Linked DNA regions of Mus musculus: region 2 is linked to region 1. A link is a contact called in public Hi-C data. All regions are on one chromosome and are shown on one strand. Each heading gives the region's core, a stretch centred on a gene start, on an enhancer-like site or on the middle of the called end of the contact. The rest is flanking DNA. Distances are from core to core; before and after follow the strand shown. Region 1 has its middle 190 kb from the start of Gm26256. Region 2 has its middle 130 kb from the start of Gm31307.

Region 1 (5,883 bases), core at 892-3,391:
ATCTGGCAAAAGTTTACAGGTATGTAACTGTATATGTCTGACTGCAGGACATATCCCTTGAACTTCAGCTTATCTAGGTTGCCAAGGCAGAACAAATTCCACTGTTGACAGTGATGTTTTTTTAGTTATTCTTCAATTTTCAGTTACTAAGAAACTTTTTTCCCCCACTGTTAGTGTGATAGTCCTACAGACTGAGTAAATTTAAAATTCCATCCCAGAGTTTCTACCTTACCTTAGATCATTTAGTAACTGAATGAAGGACACAAAGCATTTATATTTACCATAACCCTTAAATAACACAAGAGGTGGCATTCTGACTACCCTCCATGCTGTTAGAATCTACTTTCCTATCAATAACTCGAGTTATTATTTACTATTTACTATGTTCCATCTGGGCTGCTCTTAACTCCAGTTGGGCAGCTCTCAGTGCCATGCTCTCTTGTCCTGTGGTGGCTTCTTTCTTTTCTCCAGTACCTCCTTCCTCTCTTTGTCCATCCTCTGACCCCTAGCTGGGAAACCTAAACCCCACCTTATGTCTTTTCTGCCTAACTACTAGCTGTCAGCATCTTTATTCATTAGTTAGAATTACCTTGGGGACAGGGTCACATGGGCTACCTTCAGACTCCACATCTTGGAGACCCCCACTTAGCATTAAAATAGACAGTAAAAGGCAAAACCTCAACAAACCAAACCTGTAGCAGGCTTGGTTTCTTTTCTTCCCACTAACAGATTCCCTTTTCCTCTTTCCTCCCAGGACACACAGAGTACTGTATCCTTGTGGAGATGTCAGCTCACTCTTGTCAATACTCTAGCGATTTTTATTGTTACTTTTCAGACATCTAAATATATGACTGAAAAATATCAGCCTGCGTTTTCTTTTTTCAGTCCATCAAAGGCCTTTGACTATACTGGCATTCACTGGATCTTATATTCTCTGTGCTTGCTGGGGATAGATATGAGTATAACCAATATGTAATTATAAACTTAACTGAAAACATTCTCACACTGGTGTTTCTCACAACATAGTTGTGATTCAATGTGGTTCAAGGTTACAGGGATACACACGTTTTTCTTTATATTGTTCTTGGTTTCTCTTAATCTCTCCCATTTTTCCTTCCTTTCTTCCTTCCTTTCACCCTCCCTCCCCATCTCTTTGTTTCTTCACACATTCATTCACAATGTAGTTCTTGTTAATATCCTAGAAGTGCAATAGGATGCTCCTGATAGCTGTAAATCTTATTGTGGATTGAATAATTAATGGGGAATGGTAAGGTTTGCATGTTTTTGAGGTAGCTGTTTCTGACTTAGGACATAACTTTCAACTTGTGAGAACTAGAGTATTATGAACAAAGTCGTTTATACTTTAATGTGGGACTGAAACTAACAGAGTTGAGAGTTGTAAACTTCATCTTCACATAACCCAATTTTGCAAGTAAACCACATGGTGATCTGTGCCCTTTATCCTGATGAGAAAACATTACGTAGTGTATCTTCAACTCTGGAAATTTTTTCAACAACAAAAAAAGTAAAATTATTTTACATACTGATAAATTTCCAGACATAGAAAAGTTGATTTTTTTGGTAGCATGAGTCTCTTTATTTTCCATTATAACTGCAGTCCACATCATAATTGTTACTATGAATTAAGTTTGAGAAGATCAGAAGGCCAAAATTCCTTTTTCTTAGTTTTAATTTTTCATTTTTTTTTAATTTGGAGAGTATATATAATACCTTCTTGTTGATGATGGTGTGGTGGTTTTTCAAGACAGGTTGTCTCTGTGTAATCTTGTTTGTCTTGGAACTTCCTGTGTAGACCACGATGGTCTAGAACTCAGATATCTGCCTACCTTTGCCTCCTATGTGCTGGTATTAAAGGTATGCACCATCACCACCCATAACCATATTTTAATATAGGCTTTTCAAAACGCTTTTCAGTGCAACTATCTTTTTTATTTTGTTTGCTATCCTAGGTTATGTGGGACAAAACAGAGAACAGGAGGGCACAGTAACTTTGAGCTTCAAGGTTGGGCCTGATCGTGCCATGTCCATGGCCAGGAATCACAGCACTCACTCCAAATAGTAGTAAACACAGAAGGAACTGAGCATCTGCCAGAGGCCGGGTGCCAGCCCAAATGTCCTAGTGTGTGACCATCTGCCACAAGAGTGCAAGATTGCCAAGCCCTAAGTGAGAGCCTTCCCGCCCTCCCATGTATCAGAAGCGTCCCTACTTTTCCTGCTGCCAACAGATTGGTTCAAATGCTACATTTCATGGAAAAGGTGCTAAGATTTTGTGTTGCTATAAACGTAACACTCAAAATAGTGTTTTTTTTTAGTTCCCTCAAAATTAAGTTTGAACCTTTTTCATTTTATAAGTAATGCTTTTGTAAAGCACAATGGGAGTATTTTTGCCTTTATATAAACACACACATGCTTATTATCAGTAAATGTATGGCTATGTCAGAGAGAGCTGGAAAACATTACACTTCTTTCAATAACTGTTTCCATTTTAATAATCTACTACAGGTGCAACATACTACCCTGAAAAATGTTTTTAGTGTCCAACTGGGAAAAGGTAAAAGAATAATAATTATATGGGCATGTCACTTGTCAAGTTTCAGTATGTTCCTCAGTGTCTAGTTAAAAAGAATTCTAAGGGCAGTCAAGATGGCTCAACAAGTAGAAGTACATAACATCAAACCTGACCTGACAGCCTGCATTTGGTCCATGGAACCTAATAGTAGAAACAGAAATGACTCCTTCAAGCTGTCTTTAGATGGTCACAGTAACCTGCCATCTCAGACTCTCATGAATTCACAATTAAATAATTATCTAGTTAATTAATTAATTATCTAACAAGAAAATTTAGATCCATAATTCCAAAGAAACAAAACCTCATTGTTTTTAAGCACAAGGAAAATTTTAAATTAAATGCAGTTAAAGTTGGAATATAAAAATTCATATACTATGAATTAGAACATTCATTGAAAATATGATTTCTAGGAAAGTATTCTTTTCAAGAATGTTTGAATAGGAAATTTGCAGATTTTGTTTATCTTTGGATACCTTAGCTATAAATGTAGTAGATGTATATAGCTGAACACACCTATGATGATAGTTTGATGACAATGGAGAGAAGATGGCATAAAGGGAGACTTTCTAATAGATCTATATTATTTTAACCTATTTTCATGCATGTATATTAATACTGTATTAATATCAAATTATTAATATTAAAAATATGTGTACAGTGGGTGGTGGTGGTAGTCTACTCCTTTAGACCAAGCATTCAGGAGGCAGAGGCAGATGGATCTCTGTGTTTGAGGCCAGCCTGCTGTACATACTGAGTTCAATGACAGACAAACATCATGATGATGATGAAGAAGAAGATGAAGAAGAAGGAGGAGGAGGAGGAGGAGGAGGAGGAGGAGGAGGAGGAGGAGGAGGAGAGCAACAGTAATAAAAAAACATATGCTCTACAAACATACCCATATCAAAATTATGTTGATCAAATATGTTGATAAAGGAGAATATGATGTATTTGACTTGATGGCTGAATGGGAATGCTTTAGAATTTGATTAATTAAGCTGGTTTCAGTCCAGCAGTCAAGCAAAGTCTCATTCTGAAAGCTCCAGGTTTATCTAATTTGCCTGAAAGTAAGCTTTCAGGTAACTATAAGTTGGACTTTTCTTAAATATGGGGTGATAAGCCACTAAATGACAAAATCTTCTCTTGGATAATCCTTACTTTATGTAACATTTTTAAAAAGATAACACTTTACACATCTAGGTTTCAGATAACCTTTTGGATTTAGATTCATGTTAGCTCCAAAGAGTTTTATTTATCACAGTTTGAGTCTTGGATCAAATCTTATTATCTATTAGGTTACAAGAAGGACAATTTTGAAGATACACAATTCTTGGGTTGTTCTATGTAAGCTAGAGCCCTTGAGTATACAGCAAGTATAAATATTGGAGAATTAACTTCTGTTTGGAAATTTTGCTTCCAGAACTCAGAGATTCGTAACATTCTTAATTGCCTCTTATATTTAGAAACTGAGTATCCAGTCTCCAAAAATCTTCTCTGCAATGTTTTGCCTGTATTACTTAAATTTATGTAAATGTTCAGTTCCTGAATACTTACTAATTGACTTACATCCCTTAACAATCAGGAAATAACCTCTGCAAACCAAGTGTCAAACTAAAGCTGTCTGAATCTCACAACGGCATGTCCATCTGCCATATGATAAGGTAGTTTATGAAATTCTCATAAATTCTCATGTGAGAGAGAGAGAGAGAGAGAGAGAGAGAGAGATTCAATTGTCTTAAATTGGAAGGAGCCTTTGAGAAATTGTTTATATTTTAAATTCTGGTTAAAGGCTAGAGGAGGAAAGGAAGGCAATGAATAATCAAATACTATTATTTTTTACAGTTTAGAAAGCTGCTAATAAATTGTGTATTGAGAGACACTTTCTCATATAGCCATAAATGAGAAAATTAAAATATTAATATTTTAGAAAATAATCAAAATTAAATTTCATTTTATTTTTTGAATTTTTCTTTGTATTATATGTGTGTTTATGAGGTCTGTGTGCTGCTGCACTATACAGAAATCTGTATATACTAACCCAGTTAACCTGAACAATTTGGAAGTTCCCTAAGTGATACAAGCTTGGAGACTGTTCCCAATAGACTTCACAAATTATCAAGGGTCTAAAACAGTTGAGGCATTGCATTCAGTGATTTCTCTTTCTTCTTTTATTTGCAAATTCTAGCCAAAACATACAACAAAAGACAGGGAACCAACATTTTATAATAGTTTGAATAAAATGTCCCCCATTGCATCAGTCATTTGAGTACTTGGTCCCTACTTCATGGTATGCATGTGGAGTCTGTCTTTCTCTCTCTCTCTCTCTCTCTCTCTCTCCTCTCCTCTCCTCTCCTCTCCTTTCCTTTCCTTTATAGTTTTATTTTCTATTCTGTCTTTTTGGTTGTGAGCCTAGCCTTTGATGGCTGAGCAGAGCCATTCTTCCAGGCCTAATTTACTTTTTTTGTTTTATTTTGTTTTTGTATGGGTTATTTATTTACATTTCAAATATTGTCCCCCTTCCAGTTTTCCCCTCCACAAACCCCTATCCTACTCCCCTCACCCCTGCTTCCATGAGGATGCTCTGCCATCCACCTACCCACCCACCCACTCCCCCCTCACAGTTCCCCCAGCTGAGGCATCAAGCCTCCACAGGACCAAGTGCCTTCTCCTCCCATTGATGCTTTAAGGACTCCTACCATGTGAAGTTTTCTTTGTTTTTTTTTCTTTTCTTTTTTTTTTATTACGTATTTTCCTCAATGACATTTCCAATGCTATCCCAAAAGTCCCCCATACCCTCCCCCCCCACTTCCCTACCCACCCATTCTCATTTTTTTTTGGCCCTGGCGTTCCCCTGTACTGGGGCATATAAAGTTTGCTTGTCCGATGGGCCTCTCTTTCCAGTGATGGCCGACTAGGCCATCTTTTGATATATATGTAACTAGAGTCAAGAGCTCCCGGGTACTGGTTAGTTCATAATGTTGTTGCACCTACAGGGTTGCAGATCTCTTTAGCTCCTTGGATACTTTCTCTAGTTCCTCCATTGGGGGCCCTGTGATCCATCCAATAGCTGACTGTGAGCATCCACTTATGTGTTTGCTAGGCCCCTGCCTAGTCTCACAAGAGACAGCTATTATCTGGGTCCTTTCAGCAAAATCTCTGGGTGTTTTGCACTTGCATTGTTTATGTGAGCCCTCGGCTTCTTTCTTCCCACATTCTCTGAGTTTATCATCATCGACTCTAACCCTTTAGAACTGTAAGCCCAACAAAACACTTCCTTTAATAGGTAGCCTTGTTGT
Region 2 (5,883 bases), core at 2,186-4,685, 970 kb before region 1:
CCAGAGGATGTCAGGTAAACTGTCAGCAAAAATTCAGGGCTCCTTGCTCTATGGTTGCAATGAAGTGAACTATGCCGTCAGCTTAAATGAGCTGAAATTGATTCTCCAGCCTCTCAATGAGAATGCATGCAGCTCACATCTAGACTATAGCCTTGTTAGACTTCAAACAAAGAACCCAGTTAACGTAGGTTAGTGTTGTCAGTTTGACACAAACTGGTCACTTGGAAAGAAGGATCCTCAACTGAGGAGTTATCTTCATCAGATTGGCCTGTGGACATGATGGATGATTGATAAGGGAGGAGCAGCCCATGTGGGTGGCACAACCCCCAGACAGGACATCCTGGGTTGTTTAGAACAAGCTAAGTAAGCCATGAAAAACAAGCCAGTAAGGGGCGTTCCCCCTCAGTCTCTGTTTTAGTTCCTGCCTCCAGCTTCTTGCTTGAGTTCTTCCTGGTGTCCTGTGATAATGAGCTCTAACCTACAGGGAACCCTTTCTACCCCAAGTTTCTTTTGGTCATAGGTTCATCATAGCAACAGTGAAGCAAACAAAACGTGCCCAATTGCTGTGAGGGACCCCTGACCATTAAACTGTAGCTAACAATGGATGCGGTTTCAAGCTGCTAAATTTATGTTAAATGTATCCGTTAGGCAGCTGCTAATACACCTGGAATGTTGTGTGGACTGTCCCCAACCTCTGAGCAGGCTCTCTTCTCTCTAGTTAGTTGGGCCTTTCATTCAACTGGGATTTGACCCTGTGTGTTGTCCTTGCTAGAGGACTCCTCCCCTACCTTCTGTCTGTCTCCTTGGCTGACTTCAGCTACTTCTGTTGTCTTTCCCCTGTGCCACAGGAGAGCCAAGGGGAGCTGCTCAGAAAGCTAAACATCACCCTCTCTCTTTATCTTGCCAAAGAGCATTGACAAATTGATGCAGCAACTCCCCAGGTTGGTTCGAGAGTCATAGGGGAGATGGTATTTGAGTGGAGGATGGTGGAAGCTGTTTGATCTCCTTGCTTTTCTGATGTTCAGCAATCAGTGCCCACACCTCCAGTGTCTTACTCCCTCTTTTCTCTTCTTGCAGTCTCCTTAGGGAGGGGATGGTGGAGCCTCTCTTCTGCCCTCTAGCACCACAAGGTTTCTTTGATAGAAAAGCAAGCTGAATGCTTTTATTACTACAGAATGTTGTAGTTTCTATCTCCTGAGAGAAGTGTAGGTTGACTTGAAAACTCAGGCTTGGTTGCTGACATGCTTCAGGAGACAAAATAAATTTTACAACTTATTCTCATTTATTCATTCACTCATTCATTCACAAAATATTTGTTGTCTACTGTTACCAGGTTCTATGCATAGGAGATGCAGCTGTGAACAAAACCAATGACTGTTATCTTGGGGCTCATATTCTTTTAAAATGAGAGCTAGTGTGCAAGCTTATTTCTTCCTGCATAATTTTATTTTGCATATCAGAAGCTGGGAGGTACCTCATTCTTTCTTTTTGCATTTCATCAGCTAAAAAAAACATCATTTGCTGTCTCCAGTCAGATGCAATTAAAATGACAGGGCTCAGAAGCAGAAATAAAGCACATTAATAAATTTCAAAATATTATCATCATTGTAGATATTCAAAAATAATATTTTTTTTCTGGATTTAGTGTCAGAAAGTGCTTTCTTTTCCCCAGATTTTTTTCTGTAGTTTTTCTTAGAATGTAATTTTTCAGAACATACAATATAAGAAGGCACAATAAAATGTTTAAACTTAGGATAATTAAATAAATGCTGTACTTCAGGAAATGGCAGCATTCCATTCAGTGCTCCTGAGATTCCTGGGTGACTGAGAGCATTAGTTCCAAGTAACTGTGGGCTCTCAGGTCTCAGGTTGTAGTGTGACCAAGAGTCTTGTGCACGTGTGTGGCAAAAATACTCCAGCAAGGTCACTTGGTGCTGATGGTCTCTGTTCATTTACTTTATTTATTTAAAAATGTCATTATTTTGACAGAACTGAAGTCCATTTTCCATAGATTTTATAAAGCATTAGTCATGTGTGGGAACCTGGGATGATTGATATAATGGTTTTTAATTAAACCTGACGATATAATAGTAATATGGAAAAAATAGGGCTTGACTGAGTTAACATTTAAGGTGTATGTGTATGTGTATGTATGTGTGTGTGTTGATGTACCCTGAATGTATGTGCATATGCATGCACTAAAGGAGTTTGGGGATTTGTGTAGTGATTCCATTATAAATTTTCTTTAATAGTTAACTTTGGACATGGTATTGGCATATGTTTATTTATGTCTCTCTCTGATTTGCTTGTTATTGTGTTGTAAGCAACATGGTAACTCATCTTATACCATAAAATATAATTGAAGGAATAGATTCCAGAAGGAATCATCAATGCAGGAAGTGCAACTTTTTGTGCTTGTGGCATAAGGTATGTGCTACATGCGTTTTATATATATATATAAAGAAATCAGAATGTAGTGAAATCATAGATATTGCAGGAAAACCAACAAACACTAATTTACTAAACCACCGTAATTCCTAACAACAATGTAAACATTTGTCCTTATACTCACAGATAAGGGTAGTACTCACTCCCTCATCAAGGAGATGTCTCTTTGCAACAGACAGAGACAATAACAGAAACCACAACTAATCGAAATGCAGAGCTGTAGAGCTCAGTCTCAAATGATCCATCTACAACAGTACTCCTTCACCTAAGGCTGAAGGTCACTGCAGAAAAGGGCATGGGAAGAGTGTAAGAACCAGCAGAATAGGCACTTTTCTCTGAGATTGTCTCTTCTAGAAATGTCAGGAGCTACACTGGTGATGTCTACCAACATAACAGCTAAATCATGAGCTGAGAAAGGAAGACACCAGTAAATGTGCCAACACTGACAGGGGAGCCTCATGAAGCCTCGGCCCTGCTCAAAGAACCACAGATAACCAAGGACTCCTGAGAGCAGAAGAAATGGTCTTTCCTAGGGAAGGTACATCAACTGATTATCCAATACCAAATGGTCAGCACAGAAAACACACACACACACACACACACACACACACGCACACACCATTACATGGACTTAGTAGTTATATTTAGACACAGACATATATGTGCACATTATAGCAATTAATGCAAAAATAAGTCATGGATTTGAAAGAGAGCTAGGCAGTGTGTCTGGGAGAATTTGGAGGGAGGAAAGGGAATGGAGAGTTGTGATTATATTATAATCTCAGAGAAAAAGAAATTAGAATGGCAGACTCAGGCAAGGATTTATTTTAAAAAAGTGAAATGGTGAAGTACAATCCAGTGCCATTCAGAAAACTTGGAGCATTCTAATTCAATTATATTGTCTGCATTTGGTGGACGGTTCCAATTTGCATATTCCTCACTGGCATAGCAATTTTGAACAGAAGGGTCCCAGGAAGGCTTATACGAAGTGCCAATGTGTTTCCATCTGGAGTAATATGGCAGACAAAAGGGAGACCTAGTTTATTATGTGAACATACTACATCAACACCCCATCACTTGGGCTCTATTAAACAGACAATAGTGGATAAACAAACATCTGGATGACAGGTGAGCAAGAAACAGAAACAACTGAATAAATTCAAGGCAGGCAAGAGATTTTGGATTTTTAAAAAGGAAACGATCCTTGTCTTTAAAATTAAATTTCAGTTACAGTCCAATAATTCAATCTTCAATTGCAAATGAGAATCTCCTCTAAATTTGTATTCTCTCTAAGCTCATGGTTTACTTAAACAAAGAGGTTTTAGAAGTGTAAATGGTGACACGAGCCAGGAGTAGGTGATATGGCACCTGTAACTTACACTATGTCAATCTATTGATAGTATATGGTGTTTAAGGAGATTTATCTATTTTATTTTTTACATTATTATGTGTTGTTTGGAGATGTTCAGAGTTTAGACTGGGAACTTTTAGGAATTGATGTTGATGGACTAATGAGGGGTACCGAGAGTCAAGTGGCGCTGCCAGCAGAAAGAATGGTTCCCCTGTCCCCGGTGGAGGGAAGATTTGGTTATTGATGTAGCTCAGGTGGAGCACAGACAAGACAGCAGACACCTGCTTCAGCATAGCCTGGGGCTCTCCAGAAGGCGAGTAGTACAGGCCAAGTCTGCATGGAGGAGAGCCAGTTGCAAAGGAAGGACGGATGGCGGGGTTGAAGAGGAGCTGAGCGCTTCTCTGTCTTTTTTCATTTTTGGCAATGCATTTGGAGTCCTGGCAATGGTTGGAGGAAAATCGCAGAAGCAAGTCTTGCTGCTGGCTCCCATAAAAACATTATGGGAAATGAAGAAGAATAAAATGAAGGACAAAGTAATGGTCTTTTCGGGTAGAGGTCACTTGATCCTCAAGACCAAGAAGAGTTATGTATCCATAGTGTTTGATATATGATATCTTCATAGTACTTCCGACTATCTAGGCATTTGCAACTTTTGAGCTTCATCACCCATTTTATTTTTACATAGCACATTGAAGCTACAATCTAAATGATCCTGCCATCAGTGTCCTTATATATTTTGACTTCATATACTTATGTGTGCAAAAAGGAACTGACCCAGCAAATATTAAGATTCTGAGTATTTATGTAAATATAGTTAATACTAGTCCTGAAAGTCTAGTATTCTCAAGGTTCCAGGAAAAGACAGAGAGATGGGCAGAGGCCAGAAGTGTTTCAGGAAAGTGGTGGTTTAGAAAATCACCACACATTCTTTTTTTTTTTAATCTTTTGTTTATTTATTTATTTATTTATTTACACTCCAGATTTTATTCCAATCCCCCCAACCCCTGTCCACCCTCCGACTGTTCCACATCCCATACCTCCTCCCCAACCCCCTGTCTCCACGAGAATATCCCCACTCCCCATCCCCCACCCAACCAGACCTCTAAACTCCCTGGAGCCTACAGTCTCTTGAGGGTTAGGTGCATCTTCTCTGACTGAACCCAGATCAGGCAGTCCTCTGCTGCATATGTGTTGGGGGCCTCATATCAGCTGGTGTATGTTTCCTGGTTGGTGGTCCAGTGCTTGAGAGATCTTGGGGGTCCAGGTTAATTGAGACTGCTGGTCCTCCTACAGGGTCACCCTCCTCCTCAGCTTCTTCCAGCTTTTCCCTAATTCAACCATGGGGGTCAGCAGCTTCTGTCCATTGGTTGGGTGCAAATAGCTGCATCTGACTCTTTGAGCTTCTTGTTGGGTCTTTCGGAGGGCAGTCATAATAGTCCCCTTTTTGTGTGTGTGCCGTAGCCTCAGTAACAGTGTCAGGCCTTGGGATCTCCCCTTGAGCTGGATCCCACTTTGGGCTCGTCTCTGGACCTTCTTTTCCTCAGGCTCCTCTCCATTTCCATCCCTGCAGTTCTTTCAGACAGGAACAATTATGGGTCAGATTTTTGATCGTGGGATGGCAACCCCCTTTTTTAAAAATGTGGAACCCCATCCCATGTCCCTTGAACATAGGCTGAGACAGACATGGTCTTTTCTTTATTCTCTCTGCCTCACTTGCTTGCTCTCTGTTTATTCATAACAGGTGAGACAACTACTTCTGTGTTGTCTGAAATTACCAGGTGGCACTCTGGGGAGGCCCAACTGGGAAGGGATGGAAGTCAATGAAAAAAACCTCAGGCTTCTGTCAACAAACACATGAAAGAGGCTAAGAGTAGATCTTCCCGCTCTGGAAAAGCTTGCAGCTGACTATCCCCTGCCAACATCTCGTGTGAAACCTCAGGAGAGACTCCTGAGCCAGGCCTGCTGAGTGGCAGTGCTTCTGAACCTGTGATCTACAAAAGCAATCCATTTTCAGTGTTTTAAGTTCCCCACTCTGGGAGCAATTTCTTAGCAGTAATAGCTAACTACTACAGGGGGAATGCACC

The links. A called contact is a pair of places that touch in the nucleus more often than the background predicts.
Region 2: a Hi-C map of cerebellum shows a contact between it and region 1, with 2.2 times the contacts expected there. The contact joins two enhancer-like sites.

Annotation. Positions count from the first base shown.
Region 1 is chr12:67,800,734-67,806,616 of GRCm38.p6, reverse strand. No RefSeq gene overlaps it. Among named protein-coding and RNA genes, the nearest start is that of Gm26256, 190 kb to the right of the region's middle. Within about 2 kb of position 2,141, at least 2 of the 459 cell types and tissues checked have an H3K27ac peak or open chromatin away from gene starts, as enhancers often do. A contact at or near this core is called in cerebellum, where this site is marked.
Region 2 is chr12:68,773,248-68,779,130 of GRCm38.p6, reverse strand. No RefSeq gene overlaps it. Among named protein-coding and RNA genes, the nearest start is that of Gm31307, 130 kb to the right of the region's middle. Within about 2 kb of position 3,435, at least 3 of the 459 cell types and tissues checked have an H3K27ac peak or open chromatin away from gene starts, as enhancers often do. A contact at or near this core is called in cerebellum, where this site is marked.